2 separate regions of the Columba livia genome follow, and region 1 is linked to region 2. Evidence: chromatin contacts called from public Hi-C data. All regions are on one chromosome and are shown on one strand. Each heading gives the region's core, a stretch centred on a gene start, on an enhancer-like site or on the middle of the called end of the contact. The rest is flanking DNA. Distances are from core to core; before and after follow the strand shown.

Region 1 (6,029 bases), core at 444-2,943, 160 kb before region 2:
AAGCCTATCTTATCCCCTTTTCCACTTGGACGTGACAATGCCAAGAAAACCTGAAATTAACACAATCCTTAACACTTTAAATCTCCACAAAAGATACAGGCACTCACAAAAGAAAAGCTACAAGACACAATTAAGCTCCAGATACAATTAAATAACTTAAAAACATTATGTCACTTCCATTTAAAGCTAGTGAATACAGTATTGTGTTTAAATCTCAGCTCATGCAGTGTGATGGTCCAATACCTTTGCCTGAAGGAGTCTCTTCCCTGCAGCAGCTGATCTTTCTCAGAGTTGTCGATAGCAATTTTACAAGCCAGATTTGCCTTTCTCCAAGCGGCCTGATTGCTGAAAGCACAAGAGCACAATGTTGTAGGACGATGGCAACACCTTGCAAGTTAAAACAATTTCCACAAAGCAAACACCACTGTAACTGAGCACCCCAGACATGTGCATGGACTTCATATAGAATCATTTCGGTTGGAAAAGACCCTCAGGATCATCGAGTCCAACCATAACCTCACTGCAGCACTAACCCATGGCCCTGAGAGCCTCATCTAAACGCCTTTTAAACCCCTCCAGGGATGGTGACTCCAGCACTGCCCTGGGCAGCCTGTTCCAATGCCCCACAGCCCTTTCTGGGAAGAATCTTTTCCTGATATCCAATCTAAACCTCCCCTGGTGCAACTTGAGGCCGTTTCCCCTTGTCTTCTCACTTGCTACTTGGGAGACGAGACCAACCCCCTCCATGCTCCAACCTTCTTTCAGGCAGTTGTAGAGAGTAATGAGGTCTCTCCTCAGCCACCTTATTATACAACAAAACAACAATATGCTGTCCTGTCATTTCTTCTTGTAGGTGTATCATTTACAGAGCGAGGGGAGCAGAATACTGTGCCAGCTGCCAAATGTCACCCTCAAGTCACCTCCTTACATGATCAGCGGCTCAAAGCGTCAGACCACAGCTACGGAGACAGAACAGGAGAGCAAAGAAGAAAGGACTCCTGCCCTTTCCATCCTGATCCACTCTTGGTGTTGAGCAAAGCAGCATCATGTCAGCAACAGCATTTCCAAACCTGCAACCGCTGTGCGGCAGTTCGGGATCTCTGCTCACAGGGACCCGCTGCCCGGCCCACCTGAGCATTTGTTTCTTGTGATTTTCCACTTCCCGCAGTAACGCCTGTTTCTCCGACTCTTTATCTTGCTCCTTCGCCATCTGTTCGAGCTCCTGGACGGCAAGAGAAACACGGAAACCTGATAAAACCTGATCAACACCTGCTGCCACCTGCAACCCGCAGCCCGCGCCGAATTCACGGCGGATCGACCCGCTCAGCGGGACCCCGCGGCCTCCCCGCCGCCCCCGGCCGGGCCCCTCACCTGGATGCGGCCGCGGAGGTGGCGGAATTTCTCCTTCACGGCGGCGTTGAGCTCGGTGAGGGCGCTGAGCGGCCCCGGGCAGTCCCGGATGTCCTGGAACACAACGGCCCGGTGAGCGCGGCCGGAGCTCCACGCCCCGCAGCCCTGGCAGGGGGAGGGGGGGAGTCCCGCCGCGGTGGTACCTGCACGGCCGCCTTGATCTCCAGGTCGAAGCGGACGATCTCCTGGTTGCAGACCCGAACGGGCACGGCGGCCGCCGCCATCTTGGCGGGGGAGAGGGCGCGTTCCGGCTCGCGGGCGCCCCCTGCGGGCTCCGGGAGCGCACGGGCCGCAGCCGCCGCCGCGGGGCCCGGGGCGCTGAGGGGCCGGTGGCGCTGAGGGGCCGGGGGCGCTGAGGGGCCCGGGGCGGCAACCGGCTGCTCCTCGGCGGTGACACCCGCCGTGACACCCGCGAGAAGCGATGACAACATCAGGGCCTCAGCAGCCGCAGTTTTGTAGAAAACGGTCATCTTGGCAATAGAATAAGCCCAGGCAGGATCTCTCAGCAAAGCAGATTTTATTAACCATTTTGCAAGACCAGGTGTTCTGCCTAAAGGTGGGCGCATGGAATAGGGCAAAAATTGACAATCAATGATAAGGGGCAATAGATACAAACTGGAACACAGGAGTTTCCACTTAAATTTGAGAAGAAACTTGTTCCCAGTGAGGGTGCCAGAGCCTGGCCCAGGCTGCCCAGGGGGGTTGTGGAGTCTCCTTCTGTGCAGACATTCCAACCCGCCTGGACACCTTCCTGTGTAACCTCATCTGGGTGTTCCTGCTCCATGGGGGGATTGCACTGGGTGAGCTTTCCAGGGCCCTGCCAACCCCTGACATTCTGGGATTCTGTGAAAAAGCCCCTGCTTGTACCACCCCAATCCCGGTGCAGATTCCCTCCCCTGCTCCCCATCGGCTGGTTCTGCAGGGTTTACAGACCACCCGACCCTGCCTCAGTTTACCTGTCTCATTCATCCAATTCTAACAACCCACTCCCCTTACTGATATATTTACGATACAGATTCCTGGCTCTTTGGCTACCCTTCCCCCTAGATTAACTTTTAAAATACAGGAATCAGTTTGCATTCCGGGGTTAGTTTGAAGAGACTTTGTTTTACATTAAGGATTCACAGCCTGGTGTCTCTCGGTCCTTCCCCGCGCTAGGTTCCTAGCTTTGTACAAACAACATTCCTCCTTCAATGGGTCCTCACGGTCTCATACCCAACAGACCTGCCGAGGGTTCTGGGGGGACAGGCCTGGGCGACGGGGCCATTGACCCCCAGCAGCTGGAGGATGTGTCAGTGCGAGGGGCTGGGGGACAGCGGGAGGGACCGGAGGGACCTTCCCAACCTGCGAGGCCACACCACGGCCCTTGGGCTTCCCCAGGAGCTGGTGCCGTGTCCTCCCGCTCACACCAACCCCGGCTGGACAAAGCCAGCGGGTGCTGGAGCCCATTTCCATGGCCACCGCACAAAGGCGAAGCACCTGGTGGGTCACAGCCCAGGTTCTCCATGCAAACTGGGAGCAAGTTCTCCCCTCAGCGACCTCTGAGCCCTTCCAGAGGCCGCTTGCCAGCGATACCAGGAGATCGAGGGCATTTACTTGCAGGGAACACTCGCCGTTCTCCATCACTCCACACATACAAGGATTAGAGACGGTATTTCCTCCACAATTTTTATTTTAAATTACAAAGGATGTTGCATACATTGATGAATTTGTATCTGGACAGAAGTGCTAGAGATCAAGGGTGACAGAGTAAACAAAGTCAATAGTTTAATTGTGCCTCTTTTTGAAAAAAATAAAAACTGCACAACTATTAACCAACATTAAACATCGCAACTCTTAACACATCATGCTTGTAACAAGGTACATTTTCTAACAGAGACGAGACTTTCAGTGAGTTTTTCTGAGCTCCAGTTGGAAGTTGATTACAGAGTATCCAGGACAGCATTACGATGGTGACCCCGAGCGCGGGCAGCACGCGATGCCATGTTTGGTTTAAAATGCCTTTTGAAAACACGTTCTCCACCACCTACACCCGCATGTGCCGTCAGCCTTAAGAGTTCACTCAACCACAAGTACCGAGCATTCAGTTGGATTTCACATAATATTCTGGGAGATGATCCAAATCAGAATGTAAGAATATCCATAAGAAAGATTAATAAAATTAAGTGCAACTACTAGATCCGTTTCTCAATCAGAAGATATTGACAGGGTGGAGTGTGCTTTTGACACTACCAAATCTGAGCCAGAAGTTTTCCTTAGCCAGTTCTCACCCAAATTTGACTTAAGAGATGCACGACTACAAAATATTCTTAAGAAACACTCTCAACACTGATGTCATCTAAAAAATCTGGAGTTTTTAATTTTTAAATGGGGGGGGTGGGGAAAAAGCGTGGCTTAAAATAGCTCTGGCTCTGCTTTTAGCTCCACAGCTCATTAGAAAGACAATAAATGCATAGTCATTATTTGCTCTTGTGGAAGTTCATGAGTGTCTAAGAGGCTGAGGATGATAATTCAGTGCACACACATCTTGTCATGCTAGAAGCATTGAGGGGAAAAACATGGCATATTGTGAAATGGAAACTGTAGCAAGATAGAGAGGTTTTTGTATGCTGCAAAGAGTATATAACCTAGAAGTGCCATTTTTCGTTAATGACATTTAAGAATCCCAATTGGTATTGGGAGATACTCAAGAGTGGTGTTTTCTCAACAGACTAATGCCCTTAATACAGTTACAAGAAGAATCGGCCACGGCAGCTGTAACTGTTTGAAATGTACTTCACACGATCCCTGGGTAAAGAGACTGGAGGAGCCAAGAGCACACCCAGCAGCACACTCGACCAGATGATTCCAACTGAAGCCTCCGACTCAGAGAGAAAATAAACCCATGATTAGGTGTACGCTTGAAATCCAGGTCGCAAGGCCAAACACAGATCCTGACATTCACGGTACATAATCGGGTTCTGCCTCCACAGAATTTCAGGAAGACTCGCAAGCACGTTTGAGGAACAGAATCGCATTTGCTATTTCTGCTGAAGGCAACTTGTATACAACCCTCTGAAATTCTCCTGAAGAAGCCTTTCGGAGCTTTAAAAAAATAGCTTTGTTTAAATGATTTATGGAAAAGCACATCCAGTCTTTGTATTTTGTGAACAACAAACTGCTCTATTAATGAAGGCAAATATCAGATGAATATTGGGGGAGGGATCTTCTTTTAAAAAATAAAACTGGCAGCACTGTATTTCGGAAGTGCTTGGTTGCTCTTGGGTTGGTTAAAAGACCCTTCATCCATTTTAGGGGTTGGCTGGTTTAACAAAACCCCAACTTCTTCCTGGCCCTCTTAGTATGGAAAGAAGTCTGTCTACAAAGCATTAGAACTGACCACAGCTGAGCCCGACTCTCACATCAGCTTTACAGCAACGCAACTTCATCAAATCACAATGATTTCAACTGGTGTAGTAAGAAAATCCAGCCTATCCACACATAAACGCAGCTTTAGGAGTAAGTCTCATCCAAAACAAAAGTACTCACCAAGTATCAGTAAATGTGTTCAATAAACCATAAAAGGAAGCGTTAGCAAAAGGGGTCGAGGGCTAAAAAACACCCTTCACGAGCACCCCCGCATTTTGCAAGGCCATTCAAAAACTGGTCTTCCGTATAAATACAAAAGGACTATTGAGAGAAACTGAAATCAGACCTATCCAGAACTTCCTTCAGGATGCTTTTATCAGCTCCGATTCCATTTCAGGGGGGTCGGGTTTGAAGAGCGCAGAGGGAACGAGAAACATTGAGTTCTAGATGTACAAGTAAGGCACAATATAAAGCCACATCATCATCATCATCATCTGTCATGAGGGAAGGAGGAGAGGACGAGAATCATACATGGTACAGGAGAACGAGCAGCCCATCGATTCCAAGGTGGCACCTACGGTCAGACTGACGAGATCTCGACAAGAGCAGGTACGACAGCACGAGTTTAATGTGGAACAAACCCCGGAGAATCCAGTGTATCAGAAAAAGGAAGAGCTTGCGTTTGGATTAAATCAAAACCATGTAGAATTGCTTTTGGATATAGGATTAAAAGTGAATATTCACAATGCCTACACTCAAAACCAACCAAACAAAAAATCCAGGACTTCAGTAAGATCCACATACCATGTATGAACACTGAAAATCTTTAGAAAATGCTCTTCTCTAAAGATCCTCCAAAAACGCATGCCACAAATGCCAAGAAACAGAACACGTACATTTGTTGGTTTTATATCCTTATAAGATTTTTGTTTGTGATAAGTATACACTAAATGTATATATTTTAATGACACTAGAGGAAGCAGATTGTTACTGGCATTAAAGTACAACCATTTCTAGACGGTTTAAATGCCACAGAGTCCCCTGGTTAAAATGTAAAGCTGCACAGCTTGCCTATGTCACCTTTATGATAAAGTTAAACCAGCAAAAGGTCTTATCTTTACTCTACATTTTACTGCCAGGTTTTATTTATCTCAAGTATCGCTGCAGCATTCTGACCAGCCCAGAGTTAGCAGCAAGTGGCAGGAATCATATAAAACGCAGTTGTTTTTTTTCTTTTCTTTTTAAACAAAGTGCTTTTCTAAGATATACAT
Region 2 (5,844 bases), core at 2,412-4,911:
TACATTGTGACAGCTCCCAAAATACCCCTGTTTGAGTGAGGGCCTGATCCTTGCTACTGCACACCTGGGTGTCTTCTGCACCCATGTGTCTGCACCTTTCCCAGCTGCTGTGCAAGCATCTCCGGCAGCACAAGGGGACAGGGGATCTTGAGGGCTTCTCCGTGACCACCTGCCGGTGCACGGGCACCTGAGGATGGGCAGTGACACCCAATGCACGGGCACCTGAGGACAGACAGGGCCACTGCAGGGGCTGGGCTGAGCCCACGGAGGTGCCCTGGGCAGCAGCTCCAGTGCTCTGCTTCTATAAGCGCTGCTCTCCTTTCTGTTCATTTGGTGTATTGCGTTATTCTTCCAGTGCTTCCAGAGCGAGGGCTTATGGGGTGAGCGGAAGAATGGAAAGGGCATGTTTAGTTACTCACTGAAGTAATTCACTCCCCTGTTGCTGAGGGGATGTGGCCTCATTTAACTTCTCTCTGATGTCTGCTTGGGTCAGGGCTTAGCTTTCCAGCTAAGGCTGACAATCCCCGTGTGCTGCTGCAGCAGTGAAGCCAAGTGACCAAGCACTGAGCGGACCCTGCAGAAATGATGATGGGTGTGTGTGGGGGGCCGAGCTGCAGAGCAGCGTCCTCCTCCTCGCTTGTTTTTGGGAAATTTGTGGGCTGCACCCTGCAGCTGTGCTGGCCAGGCAGCTCGCGGGACAGATGTTGTGTCCCTAGAGGTGAGGTGTGACAGTTTATGTGAGCTAAAGCTTTCTTTGCTGAAGGCTTTTGGTTCCAAGCCAAGAACTTATGCTGAGGGCCAGTGCTGCCCAACAGCTGCTTGGTGGTCTCGGCGTGAAATGAGCTGGTGAACCTCAGCTTAGTTCCCAGCGGAGACAGATGTTCATGTTTTAAAAAATCATTACCATGGTCACTGCTAGCCAGGCTGCTTCTTGGCAACAGGAGAATAAGGAGCTTGATTAAGCACTGAAGAATAAAAAAGCCTTTCTTCAGGTCAGGATGAATAAATTTTGGCTCCAAATCTTCTTGGAAATCTGTGCTCTTTATGATATTGCAACTCTGCAAAAATGTTATGAAAATGTAGCCTAATCAGGCTTTCATCCAAAGCATGACATTGACACAGGAAGAATAGAGGATTATGCAGGGGCTATTTTGGGCAATGTGATGCTGGCTAGCCCTTTGTCTGTTCAAGACACTGTTGAACGTTACAGGCCAGTTTTAAACACCAACCACACAACCTCCCTGAGCAGCGTTATCCCTCCCCTATGGAGTGAAGCTGCATGGAGAGGTTGAAGTGATTTGACAACAGCTCTTCCAAGCAAACAGACAACCTCTGTCAGAAGGTCATCTGAACCTCAGCTCTGTGCCGTGACCAGCAGATGAAGCAACACCTCCCGAGAGCCCGTCCCAGGGGCTGGGTGTAGATCGGCAGGGGGCTGAATGGGAAAGAGCCACACACCCCTCCTGCATCCTCCTCTTGGGGTTTGTATCTCTACCCCTTGGAGCAGAGCTGTCAGGGTCCCTCCAGCCTCCTCTGTCTGGCTGAGTGACACAGTGTAACCTGCTTATGGTTTCTCCTTCTCCTGGGGACAACCTGGCAGTGGCTAGAACAGGGGTGGGAGAAAATGTAGATAAAAAGAGGCTGCTCTTATCACTTGGGAAATGTTTGCCAGGACAGCAGGGACTGTGTTCCTGGCCCAGCCGCCCAAAATGAGATGGTTGAGTAGTGCTGTGTGCTGAGTGTGCCAGCCGCCCAGCTCTGAGGCTGCTCTCCTTGGCACCGGGGTCATCACCGGGCAGTGGGTGATTCTGCACATGCTGCCTCTGCAGGCAGGTTCCCATCGCACCTGCTTAGGTGGAAGCAACTTCCCTGTTATTAGAGGGCTGGGAAAGCTGCTCTGTATGCTACTCGCCCTCCTCAGGAATGAGAGTGTGTCTAAGTGTTTTCTGGGAATAAACAGAGCAAGACACCTCCTCCCTTTTGCTTTGAGAAAGTCTGAGAAATCAATGCCCTTCTGTTGTAACGGCTGGTGTTACTCAGGGCTGCAGCTCGCGTCCTGCCACCAGTCCCAACTTGCTCAGGAACTACTGTGAACACTCAGCAGTTCTTCTGGATTGTGCGGCTGTTATTATTGTTGGTACGAGGGTTATTATTAGAAAACCAAGCCACGCTAATGATCCTAAACCTGGTGACGAGGTGACTAAAAACTGCCACGTGTGAGGAGAGCACTGTCGGCTCGGAAGGTTGCTCGAGTACCAGAGCCCCTGCCGTGTTGCTCTCACCTAACGGAGAAGATAAAAAGTGCATTAGCAGCCAGATAAGGAGTCTCTGCATGGCACACTCACTCTGCTGCTCACACTCAAGGAAGACATCCCTTCCTCAGCAGGGCTCTCCACACATAACCGTGGTGTCTGATAAGATGTACTGGCATGGAGCAGGGAAGGCAGCAGAGCCCCTGCAAAGGCATCACTGCTGCTGTTCTCCTGGACTCAGCTCGTTCCCAGGCTCAAAGCAGCAACATGCTTGTCTGCGCATCGTGTTCCCATTATTTTGTCTGTGGTTTTGAGGGCAGGATGTGTCTTAATCTGCATCTAAACAATTTGAAGCTGCTAGCACCCAGTGATGATGTTCTGGATGCAGCTGTGGAAGATGAAATCGGCACTGGGATAAACGGTGGCCTCCCTACTGTCATTTTCCTTCATTCTCTCTGTTATTCCCAGGGCTGCTGTGACAGTAGAAAGACTCAGGAACCTTAAGCCTTCTGTTTTGCTCATTAAATTCCTCTGAAATCCACACCAGTCCTCTGCAAAGGATAAGAGCAAATGAAATAATGGGGAACACAGTGCCTCAGGGGCAGTGGGACTCATCTCTACTATAAATCTCCCAGCTTGTGGCACCAGAGGACCACACACTTTCTGAGATGGGGAAGAAATCTTCACCCTGTGATGTGATAGAGGCGTTTCCCTGCTCTTGGCCCTTTCCTAGAAGCAGCTGTGTATCAGCACACAGCTGCACACTAGTGAAGATTACTGCTGTGGACCACTAGTCTGCACTAGTGCTGTCTTTTAAATTTTTTTTAAAGTCTTTTTAGGAAAGGAAGCATTTCTAGTATGTTACTTTTATCAGCATTGTGCAGGGACCATGGAGAAGCCTCATGTCTGTAGCCCGTTCATTGAAAATGTCAAGGCATGTGAGACCGCTATTGGGCTGGTGGGGGCACAGACAACCGGTCTGTATGGATTGGTGCGAGTACACATGTTAAAAGAACCGCCTTTATAGGCTGGCAGGGGAGCATGACCACAGACACCTAGGTTTTACCGACTGACGAGAGTGCACGGGTGAAGTACCTCCCTTTGTCGGTTGCCATGGGTGCGAAACATCCCTTTGCGGGATGACATGGCTGCAGGCACCTCCCTTTACAGCTGAGGTCGGTGCTTTGGTGCGGGCTGACACCCACGCGGACACCTCTCCAGTGCAGGCGGCCGGGGGTGCAGACACCGCCCCTCCTGCCGGAGAGGAGCCGGGGACCCTGATGAGCCCAGCCCAGCCCAGCCCAGCCCAGCCCAGCCCAGCCCAGCCCAGCCGAGCAGCTCCGCTCCGCTCCGCCCCTGCGGCCCCGCCCGCGCCCGGCGGTTGGCGGTGGCGGTGCTGGGCGGGACGGGCGGCAGCTTCGAATCGACGGGAGCGCGGGGCTGCCCGGTCACCTCCTGGTCTCTTGCCGTCCGCTTCCCGCCGTCCCGCTCCGCTCCGCCCGGCCATGGGGAACGCTGAGTCCGTCCTGCGCAGCGCCGCCAGCATCGGTAAGTGCGGGGCCGAGCGTCCCTGCTCCCCGGGACGGAATGGGACGGAGCCGGGACGGGACCGGTCCGGCCTTTCGCTCCGCGCTGGAGCTGCCGCATGCGGGGAGCGCATAGCTGTGCTGTGGGCTTGACAAAACCAAATAACCCACAAAGGGGCCGCCCCGCGTTGTCCCGCAGGGTGGGGAGGATGTGGCGGTGGCATCGGTGACACGCGTGTTGACAGACAAAGTGCTTGTGCTTGGACCCGCTGAGCTACGGTCGTGCCGCAGAAAGAATGTGTATGCAGTGGTCTGAGTTCCTGCTCGTTACCGAGCTCCAGAGAGCGCAGCGTGTGCGGTTTGTTTCCTTTCTCTACCCCCAGCAAGAACGGTGGCGATCAATGCACTTTCATCCTTTGCAGTCGCTGCCCGAGCAGCAGTGCTGCCAAATCCACCTGCTGTAATTCAAAGTCCTTCGTTCCAAAATTGTCTGCCAATCCCAGCTCGCAGGCCAGGAAAACAGACCTGGGAAAACAAACGGGTTTGTGCTGGCCCTGCAGCCGGTGTCAGGTTCTTGTTGCCTTTTATGCGTCTTGTGAATGTCCAAAGAGGCCAACAGTCGGCAGCCTGGTTGGCTGGATTTGAAGGGAGCTGATAACTGAACGCAGCCAACCGGTACAAGGTGCCAGCACTCCAGAATGGAAATAATCCTGGCTGGGAATAAGAAAAGTCTTGGGTAACATCTAAACTAAAAGTGAAGCATCATCATTGTTACCAGTATTGCTATACAGTAGTGAGTTTCAACAAGACTGAACTTGTTCCTCGTTAATCTCCCCTTGGCTCCTGGCCTTTAGGATCTGCATATTGTTTTCCAGATGTGTGTGACCTGCTACAGTTTCATTTTGAAACAAAACATTGTCATTCTTCACGCCTGATTCTTAATGGCAATGTTAGAAATTTGATCAATTTTTCAGGCATTGTTCTGATTTAATTACTTCTTTCAAAATATTTTAAGTACTTAGTTTTGTTTTCTCTTCCTTTGGGGAAACCCAAAATATTTTGCTACTGGAGTACTGTCGTTTATTTAATGTGTAAATTCAGTGCTGTGATGTGCAGCAGGGTGACCTGTGAGGGTGCACTCCTGGGTGCTGGTGGCTGAACCTCCGTACAAGTGTGTGGGGCACAGAGGTGAGGGAAAGGTCTCTCTGGGGCTGGGCTGGGAGCGTTTGGAGCATGAGTTTGCGTTGCCCACCTCTCTTCTGAAGGGCAAATGTGTTTGCAGAAATCCAGCTGTCGAGCAGGTTCACGCTGATGCTGCGTGCTACCTACTGCACAACAAGGGATGCAGGGCAATGCAGAGTAGGACTTGGGCGTCTAAATCTGCAGTAAGTACTTCTCATTTCAGGAAATTAGTAATTGCAGGCAGAACTTTTAAGCCTTGTTTCCTACTGGCTATTGCTCTCAGGTGTGTGGGGCAATAGTGAGTTCAGGAGAGTATGTACCTTAAGGGAGGGTCTCAGCTGTTCTGCAAGGTGTTGTTAGCTCCTGTGGGTTAAGGGCTGATCGTATTACTAATAAATGAATGCTTTGGGTGCAGGAAATACTCTGCTGTAGTGGGTTCTCATGTTTCTTGTATTTCTTTCTCCTGGAGTCTGCTAATACTGTGTTTGGTTTTGGGGCAGCCAGTCACCACCAGATTTGTATGTTTGCTGTGTAACGGAAGAGTATTTTTAACTGACGAATAACTGTGATCCTTGGTGTTGGGTTTTGTTTTGAAATCCAAACATCAAGTCTTTGGTTATAAAGGCAGTTTTCTGCAAAACAGTACCCAAGACAACATTTTAGAAGTTAGTGCGCTATCAGGCAAGTCAGACCTTGATAATACATTATAGCAATGGTTACTGCTGCACTCGTGTTTGCTTAATAGATAAGGTAAACAAATGCACTTGGTGGTAGTTCCAGTATTGGCTACAAGGATTTTAACCAAGGTGGAATTAATTGTCAAGGACTGAGAAAGAATATATATAAATTTCAGCCTGCTCTCAATGCGAAGTGGTCTCTTCATT

What was found. A called contact is a pair of places that touch in the nucleus more often than the background predicts.
Region 1: a Hi-C map of crop shows a contact between it and region 2, with 2.2 times the contacts expected there. The contact joins the promoter of BNIP1 here to the promoter of NEURL1B in region 2. A contact is called at or near these places in 2 of 2 Hi-C or Micro-C datasets (crop and liver).

The regions. Positions count from the first base shown.
Region 1 is chr14:2,801,123-2,807,151 of bColLiv1.pat.W.v2, reverse strand. BNIP1 (BCL2 interacting protein 1) reads right to left here and starts at 1,693. Exons shown (of 6, transcript XM_021297213.2): 1 at 1,554-1,693; 2 at 1,372-1,464; 3 at 1,131-1,222; 4 at 244-345. The coding sequence starts at 1,634. It overlaps CREBRF (CREB3 regulatory factor), which reads right to left. Exons shown (of 10, transcript XM_065029526.1): 10 at 3,053-6,029.
Region 2 is chr14:2,647,906-2,653,749 of bColLiv1.pat.W.v2, reverse strand. NEURL1B (neuralized E3 ubiquitin protein ligase 1B) reads left to right here and starts at 3,661. Exons shown (of 5, transcript XM_005509458.3): 1 at 3,661-3,800. The coding sequence starts at 3,758.